Linked DNA regions of Gossypium hirsutum: region 2 is linked to region 1. The links are chromatin contacts, called in public Hi-C maps. All regions are on one chromosome and are shown on one strand. Each heading gives the region's core, a stretch centred on a gene start, on an enhancer-like site or on the middle of the called end of the contact. The rest is flanking DNA. Distances are from core to core; before and after follow the strand shown. Region 1 has its middle 80 kb from the start of LOC107892532. Region 2 has its middle 16 kb from the start of LOC121217154.

Region 1 (4,792 bases), core at 1,636-4,135:
TCCTTGCCTTATAGAACTTATCAATGCCATGCCTTGGCATAGTCTTACATGGTATCCTTACCTTACCAAATGCCATGTTCCAAACATGGTCTTACATGGTATCCTTGTCTTAGTGCCAATGCCACATCTTGATGTGGTCTTACATGGAGTCCTTAATCAATGCCGATGCCATGTCTTGACATGGTCTTACACGGGATCCTTGCCTTACCAATGCCATGTCTTGACAGGGTCTTACATGGTATCCTTAACCGTCAATTCCTCCTTAAATGCCATGTTATGAACATAGACTTTCCCGTAAATTCTTCCTTAATTGCCATGGTACAACCATGGACTTTGAGATATCAATGTCTTGTCAAATCATAGCTAAAACATACTTGCTCAAATTCTCAAGGTTAGTCGCATAACTCAATAATAACAATACTAATAACAATAATTGCAAAATAATAAAATGCTACTCAACTTACATACTTACATTCTCAATCTCATCATATCATCAACTTAACTTATTCTCATCAAACTATGCTAGTCAATACTTTCTTGTTATCATACAAAGCCATAATACAAAATATGGTCTTACATATAAATTATACAAGTTCTCTTTCCAATATCGAATTATTATCGAACATTAATCATTATATCTGAAACTCAATACTAACGTATTTATGGCCAAAATATCAATTTATCATTCAAATATGCATAATTAAATGTTCATTAAACATATGAACATACCTCGATACCAAAATGACCATTTTACCAACTTTCCCAATTTTTAGTTTTTCTCCCATTCTAGGTCCAAATCTCACTTTCTGGGATCTAAAACATCATATTTCACTTATTTAATTAATTTAATATTCAAAACATTCCCTAACTCAAACTTTGAAAAAATTACAATTTTGCCCCTAAACATTTATAGAATTACAATTTTGCCCCTAGGCTCAGAAATTAAAATTTATCCATTTTTCTTATGTTTTATGACACACTGAACATATTTCCCTTCTATGGTAACATCAAATTCCCACTCTATCATGTACTTATGAACATTAGGTATTTTTACCAATTATGTCATTTTACTCGTTTTCACTTAAAATCGCTTAGCAAAAGTTGTTTAACATAATTTCAAGCTAAATATTCTACCATAAAACATCAAAATAAACACATTTAACCTATGGGTATTTTTTCAATTATGAGCTTGGAAAGCTTGGAAACCCTAACCATGGCTTCCCCCATGCTATATTCGGCCTCCATGAAAAAGATGGACCAATTTTGGCTTTATTTTCCCTTTTTAATTCTTTTAATTACTAAATGACCAAAATGCCCTTAAAGGGTTTTCTTTCAAATTTGTCCTATTCTTTCCCATTTTTGTCCAAACTTAAATATAATGGTCTAATACCTCCACTTTAAGAACCCATTTCAATTAAATCCCCCTTATTATCTAGAACACACATTTTGCTAATTTTACAATTTAGTCCTAATTATCAAATTAGGCACTTATACATAAAATTTCTTCACAAAATTTTCAAACAATTATTCAATCAATGAATAAACCTTAAAACTTAATCGAAATAAATTTTTTTGACCTCGAATTCATGGTTTTACAACCACTATTTTGTTTAAGCCCTATTTCGGGATGTTACATTTGCAGACCTGTGTAAAATGAATAAAGAGGGATTCAAGTCATACGAAATTAAATAAATAAAAATCAAAGAACAATATAGTAGTAAATTAAAATAGAATTCGAAATTAAATAAAAGAAACCCAATTGATGAATATTATAGCCTTGGGTGTGATGTCGATCTCGGTCCTAGAGTTAATCACTGACTATTGATATCTTATAGGTTATTGGTAAACCAGATATTGTAACACTCCAAACTCGACCCTTAAGGAGGATCCAAGAATGTCGTGTCACTACTTTAAAACCATTATCTTAAAAATTGTTTCTAGCGCAACTAACTTAAACTATAGTTAAAGTGTAACACCCTGAATTTGGGGCCTAGAAGAGTTGGGTTTTGAGTCTGGGATTCGGATAGAAGAAAACCTGAATAATTAAGAAGTTTTAAATATTATCGTTTAAGAAAAAAATTTTGAATTAAATTACTACTAGAAAATTTTTACTGTATTTATTATTACGGATATTTTAAATTTTTATGATTAGATATATTTATAAAATTATTATTATTATAATTACTATTACTAGATAGGAAAAAGAAAAAGAAAAAATATATATTTATAAGATTATTGTTGTTTTAGTGTTTAAACTCTAGGAAAAAAATTGTTTTAATTTTTGCCTCATAGAGGGAATCTGGGCATAAGGCTTATAAAATAAATTGGGCAAAACTGGGCATGAAGAAGCGTACCTGGCCCAGTGGTTAGCATGCTAGGTAGTGGGAAGGAGAGCTGGGGTTCGACTCCCAGCATGTGCAAAAGTGTTTTATTTTTTCTTTATATCAGGGAACGACGCAGGGAAGCATTATATATAGTTGGGGTTAAAAGGTAACACGAAAGGAAGCTCGGTCCAGTGGCAGAGGCGCTGGGAATGTGGTATAGTGCCTAAGTTCAAGGGCTGGCGCACGCAAAGGCTTGTTTTTATTTTAGAAGCCAGGTCACACTAAAGTAAGGTTTAAGAATAGTTGCGACCGAGTTAATGCTACAAGGACGCTTGTGGCGCAGTAGCAGTAGGGTGCTAGGAGTTCCACAAGGGCACAGGTTCGAGTTGCGTGGAAGGCGAAATTCCCTTTTTTTTAAGCGGACCAAAGCTTCAGCAGGTAAGGTTTATAATTAATTGTAACCATATATTAGTAAAGAAGAAAACGTGGTGCAGTGGCGAGCAGCTCGGGCGAAGGCGCAAGGGCACAAGGTGGACGGAGGTTTGGGGTTCGAGCTTCATCTCGCGCACGCAAGGTTGGGATTTTTGCTGCATGCCTGGGGAAGGAGTTGTGGGGTCTGATCAGGACTCTTGGTAGCATGCTGAGGCGGTGCAAACGGTGGGTTGATCAGTCAAGAGTTTGAATGGAATTCAAACATTGAATGTGGCCAAAGATCAAGGAGCAATTCGGGGGATTGGAATTTAGGAAGAATTTCTTTGCCGAAATACACTCACTCGGCCATAGCTAATAAGTGCCGTATAATTTGGCCTTTAGGATTCAGTTTTTTCTTCTTCTTTTCTTTTCTTTTCTTTTCTCTTCATCTACTTTCTCTTCTTCTTTTCCCCCATAGCCGAATCCTTCGACTATTTTACTCATCTCCACTTTCTAATCATTTGTTCCTAAGCTTTATACACAAAAGCCGAAATCCTGAAAGCCTATATTTCTTCTGTGCCGATTTCTCCTAGCCAAACCCTCTGATTCTTCTCCATCTTGTGGTCTATTCTTTCTTCTTCTAAACCCTAAAGTTTTGTCGACAAAGCCACTACAAAACTCTCATACCTCATATTCTTCACAGTTTCAAAAACCCGAAAACCCCATAGTTTAGGGGCATAGCCGAATCTTTAGATCAGAAAAGGACTGACTTCTACTAGGGTTTGAAGGTTAGATCTACATCAAAATTGAATAAGAGCTAAAGTGGAATCGTTGGCTGAAGGAACCGATGCGTTAGCATGGACAAGGGAACGTATAGCAAAAGGCTTGAAGACTAATTCGGTTGGCTCATCAGATCTAACCCATATTTCGGCAAAAGGCAGTTCCTGTGAGGATCTCACCAATGTACCGTTCTAAATCAGGTGTGTATCGAACACCCTCTCATTGTTCAAATCGGCAAAAGCCGAAATGCCGAAATTCTGGCATTTCGTGGGCTTGTGAGTGTGCGAGTGCTCACAAGACATTTAGAAATCATTAGATCTGAAATTGCAAAGTGGTAAGTTAGTTGTGTGTGAAATTTCGTGCACGTCGGTAATTGGGCCTCGATAGGCTAAAATTGGGCCCAATGGGCTTACTGGCCCATACGGGTAATAATAATAAATAAAAAGGTATAATAATAAAAAAATAGGCAATAAGAATGTTCTGTTAGACTGTGGAATCGAAACTGCTTAAACCGGTAAACTGGTCATAAAACTTGAATTAAATGGGCTTAAATTGCTAGTGGACACTGTAGGGCCTATCCAATGGCTAAAATTGTAAAATTGAGACAAATAAATTATTGCGATGACAAATGGGCTAGTAAGGATAGTAACATTCGTGAGAAACCTTAAAACTGATAAAATTACTAAAATACCTTTATAGGTGGAAAATTTATAGATTTACCCCTAGGAGCAAAATTACTGATACACCCCTAGTGTTAAGGTTGACCTGAATGCATGTTTGACTGTTACTATTTACTGCATGCCATGTTATTATTATCTGATGCATGGGACTGGGTTATTGATGGAGGAAGTGCTGAAAGTGGCTTGTCCACGTACTGGAGGCTTTGCCTCAACTTACTGATATCTGAGCAGCAATGCTGCAACTATGGAGTGTAGGGCTGAGTGGGTTGAGCTATTCCCCACATGGAGTGTAGGGTTGGTACGGGTGGAGTGTAGCGGTTGGTTATTAGCTAGGTTGGGCTTGCATGCACGAATATGTCTGTTCTGTTCTGGAATGGGCCTATGGGCCATACTATTATCTAAAAAGGGGCTAAGGCCCAGTTTACTGTATTCTGAAAAGGGCTTCGGCCCAGTACCCGCTGTTATCTGAATAGGGCTTAGGCCTAATGGGCTTGAGCTGAATTGGGCTTTGGATGGGTTTTCCATACAAACTGAGTTTTCCAAACTCACCCTCTTTCTCTTTCATCCTTGTAGGTGAGCTCTAGTTGGTGGACTTGG
Region 2 (4,751 bases), core at 1,947-4,446, 620 kb before region 1:
TGACTGAGAAGGACAATTTTTAGAATGCAAGGCCGAGTAACATTGCCACTAGAGGGAGACCACCAAGAAATATTGGAAGTGGGAATAGTAGCAAAGGTGTAACGAAAGATTTAACTGCGAGATTAGAGGTCAAAGCACCTGCTAAAACCTACGCTATTCGCGCTAGTGAAGATGCGTCATCCTGTAACACCCCAAACCCGGCCCAGACGTTACGGCCGAATTCGGCGTGTCACATTGAAGTGTTTTTCGAAAACCATGTTTTCATTGAAAACCCTTTTTGATGTAAAACTTATTGGAGCGTTATTGTAAAACTCATGTTTTAATTAAAAATCTTTGAAAAGAATATTTTCGTTATCGATTAAAGTGAATAGAAGCTGTGCACCAGGTAGGAAGCCAGAAAGGAGGAGGTAAGTCTATTGGACTGCTTAAGTACCAAGCTCTTCATGGATCCTATCCTAGACATGCACACATCCATTGCCACACTTAAAGCATATTACTTGTCCAAGAACAACAAATGAAGTTTAAGTCCATTTAAAATATTTATTTCCTTTGAAAACATTTACGTTGCGGAAGCTTTGCTCGATAATCGTGATATTTTGAAAATAAGTAACTTTTATAAAACACGCCTTAGAGCTAACCAATTTAATAACCCAAAATATTAAAAATAATAAAAAGATCGGCCTTATTACAACTTAAACCAGAATAAAAATAATCAAAATAATAAATGCGAAACTTATTTTAAACAAAACAGAAACTTAATCTTCGTGGCCACTCTAAACCCCGCCCAGCTCCAAGTCCACCAACTAGGGCTCACCTGCAAGGATGGAAGAGAAAGGGGGTGAGTTTAGAAAACTTAGTGTGTAAAGTATCCCAACCAGAGCCCAAATCAGTTCAAGCTTTACTGGGCCTAAGCCCTATTCAGAAATCAGTGTTAACTGGGCCTTAGCCCATATCAATATTAATCTGGGCCGTAGCCCGTTACAGTATCAGAGTATATTGGCCCTAGCCCATATCAGTATCAATCTAGGCCGTAGCCCTATTACAAGTCGAGATATATTGGGCATTGGCCATATTAACACAGTTGGGCCCATTTCAATACAGTTGGCCCATAACAAAACAACCTCATATGATTAACGCATGATAACCCCATCCAACCCTGCACTTGCCTCCGTCCATCCCTACACTTCCTGTGGGGAATAAATCACCCATGCCATCCCTACACTTACAGTGTTAGCACCGGTTGCGGCACTAACTATAATCCGCAGCAAAGCTGCTTATATCAGAATATGTGGCACAGCCACCAGAACGGGTTCTTCCTCCATAACATAACCCAGATCCCATGCAACAGATATATATGTCATGGCATACAACAAACAGAATCAGAATATCATGCATTTCAGTCAAAATTAACCCTAGGGGTATAATGGTCTTTTTCGCACCTAGGGGTAAAACGGTAATTTTCATACTTAGGGGTGTTTTAGTAAAATTCACTATTTTAGGGTTTACATACATCCTACAACCGTTAACGCATCAACAGAAACACTTACCGAGTGTCTTTACTGAATTGGGCCCGTTGGCCCATTAACCCGTTTTCGACCCATTAAGCCCAAATATATCGAAGTGCACGAAATTGCGCACTCTGCAATCATACCGCTTAAGATTACCAAAACTAACAAACAACCATCTCATGAGCACTCGCACGCTCGTAAGTTCACAAAATGCTGGCTTTCCTGCATTTCGGCTTTTCTGCTTTTGCCGATCTAGTCTATGAGTGGGTGTCGTTTACACACCTATTTTTCAATGAAACGTTGATGGGTTCCACACACGAGTTGCCTACAATCAGTTACTAACACGTTAATCTATGAATCCATAATAACTTAACACATCAAACCCTTACCACATTTGGCCCTTAACACCTTAGGCACTAAAGTTCTTACCTTTGCCGAAAAAAATGGACTAGATCTAATTCTGGTCGTTCCAATATCCAAGCCCTCGATTAGTAGCCTTTAATCCACACTAGAGCAAAACAAATCAAATAACACCACTAAACCCTTTTAGTTTCGTCGACAGGCACCCTTTGCATATAGGGGTTTTCGGCTTTTCTTTAAACCACAAGATACAAATGGAAAGAAGGTTCGAATACTTACCAAGAGATCTACTCATTGAAGAACGTTCCAAATACCTTCCTACCCTAGATCCGTTGTGAATTCAACTTAAACATGCATAGAAAATAGATCTAAATATTAATTCCCGAATCACTACAATATGAGGCTTTTCGGCTTTTGGATCTATCCTAGAATATGGCTATTGCGATCTAAATGAAAAAAAAATAGGTGATGATAAGTTCACCATCGAAGAGACAATCAGTAGAGGAAGAGATGTAAGATTAGAGGTTCGGTCTTTTGAAAGATTAAAAGGAAAGGAGATATGGTTTCAACCAAAGGAGTAATCGACAACCAATATTTGAGAAGAAAAAGTCGTTTTAAAAAGAATTTGGCTTTGAGGAAAGAAAATAGAAAAGGAAAGAATTGTTCAGCTTTTGGGAAAAATAGAAAAGAATATGAGCAAAAGAAATAAGATAAGATTAGAATAAAATAAAGTCCTTTTCCAATTTTAATTCCTTCCTTAGCTCCCTAATTCCTGGCCAAATTCAAAGTTTGAATTTAATTCAAACTCCTAACCACTGATCAGCCTTATCCACCGCTTCATCATGCTGCTAAGAAGAGTTTCGGTCAAACTCTAACTCCCCCCCACATGAGCAGCAAAATTAGTAGCCCATTGCGCGTACAACAGCTCGAACTCCAGACCTCAGTCTGTCCTTGCATCTACGCCCGTGCTGCTGGCCACTGCACCATGCTTTCTTCCGTACAATATACGGTCACAGTTAATTTTAAACCTTACCTGCTGAAGCTCCCGTCCGCTTAAAAATAAAAGTGAAATTCCTCCTTTTACGCCACTCGAACCTTCAACCTCCAGAACACTCAGCCACACTGAGTGCCACTACAACACAACCTCGCTTTTGTTATAATATGACTGTATTTACATATAAGCCTTATTGGCTTCAGTCACGGGCTACTTAAAAGAAATAAAACAAGTTTCGCTGTTCCCTGCATTCGAACTCGTGACCCCTGGGCCTCCTTAGCGCGCTGCTGCCATTGCACCAAGGCGCTCTTTGTGTTAAATTATACTCGCAACTTCTCTTAACCCTTATTCTAGCCGCAGTCTGCATATTAAAAAAAACCCAAATTGCGCACACCGCACCTTGAACCCAAGCACCTCCCTAGCGTCCTCCTAACGTCATTAGCCACTGGGCCAGTTGCCTGCTTGTGCTAAAAATCAGCCCTAATTTATTAATGAAGCCTACTGCCCAGATTCCCTTAAGAGGCAAGATTCAAGAATTTTGCTAAAGCTATAGGCCGAGCCCCGGACCTTTCCCCACATTATACCCCTTCGTTACATATTTAATTGCTAATAATAATAATAATTTCATAAACATATCTAATAATAAAAATTTCAAATACCAATAATACAGCAAATAATAATAATTTTCATAAAAATTTTCAAACATACATACAGTAATATTTTTCTAATAATTTTATCTCATAATACTAATTAAAATTTCATAAAAATTTAAAATATCCGTAATAATAAATATAATAAAAATTTTCTAGTAGTAATTCAAATTTTTTTTCTTAAACGATAATATTTAAAACTTCTTAATTATTCAGGTTTCCTTTTTTCCGAATCCCAGACTCAAAGCCCAACTCTTCTAGGCCCCAAAAATCGGAGCGTTACACATCCCCTGATGTTATCACTGGTACATTTACTCTCTATAATACTAATGTAGTTGCACTGATTGATCTTGGATCGACTTATTCTTATATTTTCATGAATTTGGTATCTAGTAAGTTGAGTCTACTGAATATGTGATTAAGGTGTCGAAACCCTTAGGCAAATATGTTCTAGTTGATAAGGTTTGCAAGGGTTGTCCTCTAATGATTCAGGGTCACTGTTTTCTGGCTGATTTAATGCTTTTACCATTTGATGAGTTCGATGTCATTCTTGGAATGGATTGGTTGACTCTACATGATGTCGTAGTGAATTGTAGACGAAAGCTTATTGAATTGAAATGTGAAAATAATGAAATTCTTCGAATTGAACCGGATGAGTCGAGTGAGTTGCCTATTGTGATATCGTCGATGTCAGCTCAGAGGTATGTAAGAAAAGGTTGTGAGGCTTATCTTGTGTATGTACTAAATACGAAAGTGTCTGAATTTAAGATTGAATTTGTGTCGGTAGTTTGTGAATACCCAAATATGTTTCTAGAAGAATTGCCTAGATTACCACTGATCAGAGAGGTTGAATTTACTATTTATTTAGTGCCGGGAACTTCACCGATACCGATAGCTTCGTATAGAATGGCTCCAACTGAATTGAAAGAATTGAAGTCTAAGTTGCAAGAGCTAATAGATAAGGCATTTGCGAGACCGAGTTTTTCACCCTGGGATGCACCAGTGGTATTCGTCAAGAAAAAAGATGGATCCATGAGACTTTGTATTGATTATCGTCAGCTTAACAAGGTTACGATAAAGAACAAGTATCCTTTACCGAGAATTGATGATTTGTTCAATCAGTTGAAAGGGCCAACAGTGTTCTCAAAGATAGACTTGAGATCAGGCTATTATCAGCTAAGAGTCAAGGATTCAGATATGCCAAAAATTGCGTTCAGAACGAGGTATGGGCATTATCTC

Evidence for each region. A called contact is a pair of places that touch in the nucleus more often than the background predicts.
Region 2: a Hi-C map of leaf shows a contact between it and region 1, with 4 times the contacts expected there. The contact joins two enhancer-like sites. A contact is called at or near these places in 2 of 34 Hi-C or Micro-C datasets (leaf and petal).

Annotation. Positions count from the first base shown.
Region 1 is chrA02:33,947,029-33,951,820 of Gossypium_hirsutum_v2.1, reverse strand. No RefSeq gene overlaps it. Among protein-coding and RNA genes, the nearest start is that of LOC107892532, 80 kb to the right of the region's middle. Within about 2 kb of position 2,885, at least 3 of the 9 cell types and tissues checked have an H3K27ac peak or open chromatin away from gene starts, as enhancers often do. A contact at or near this core is called in leaf, where this site is marked.
Region 2 is chrA02:34,565,181-34,569,931 of Gossypium_hirsutum_v2.1, reverse strand. No RefSeq gene overlaps it. Among protein-coding and RNA genes, the nearest start is that of LOC121217154, 16 kb to the left of the region's middle. Within about 2 kb of position 3,196, at least 3 of the 9 cell types and tissues checked have an H3K27ac peak or open chromatin away from gene starts, as enhancers often do. A contact at or near this core is called in leaf, where this site is marked.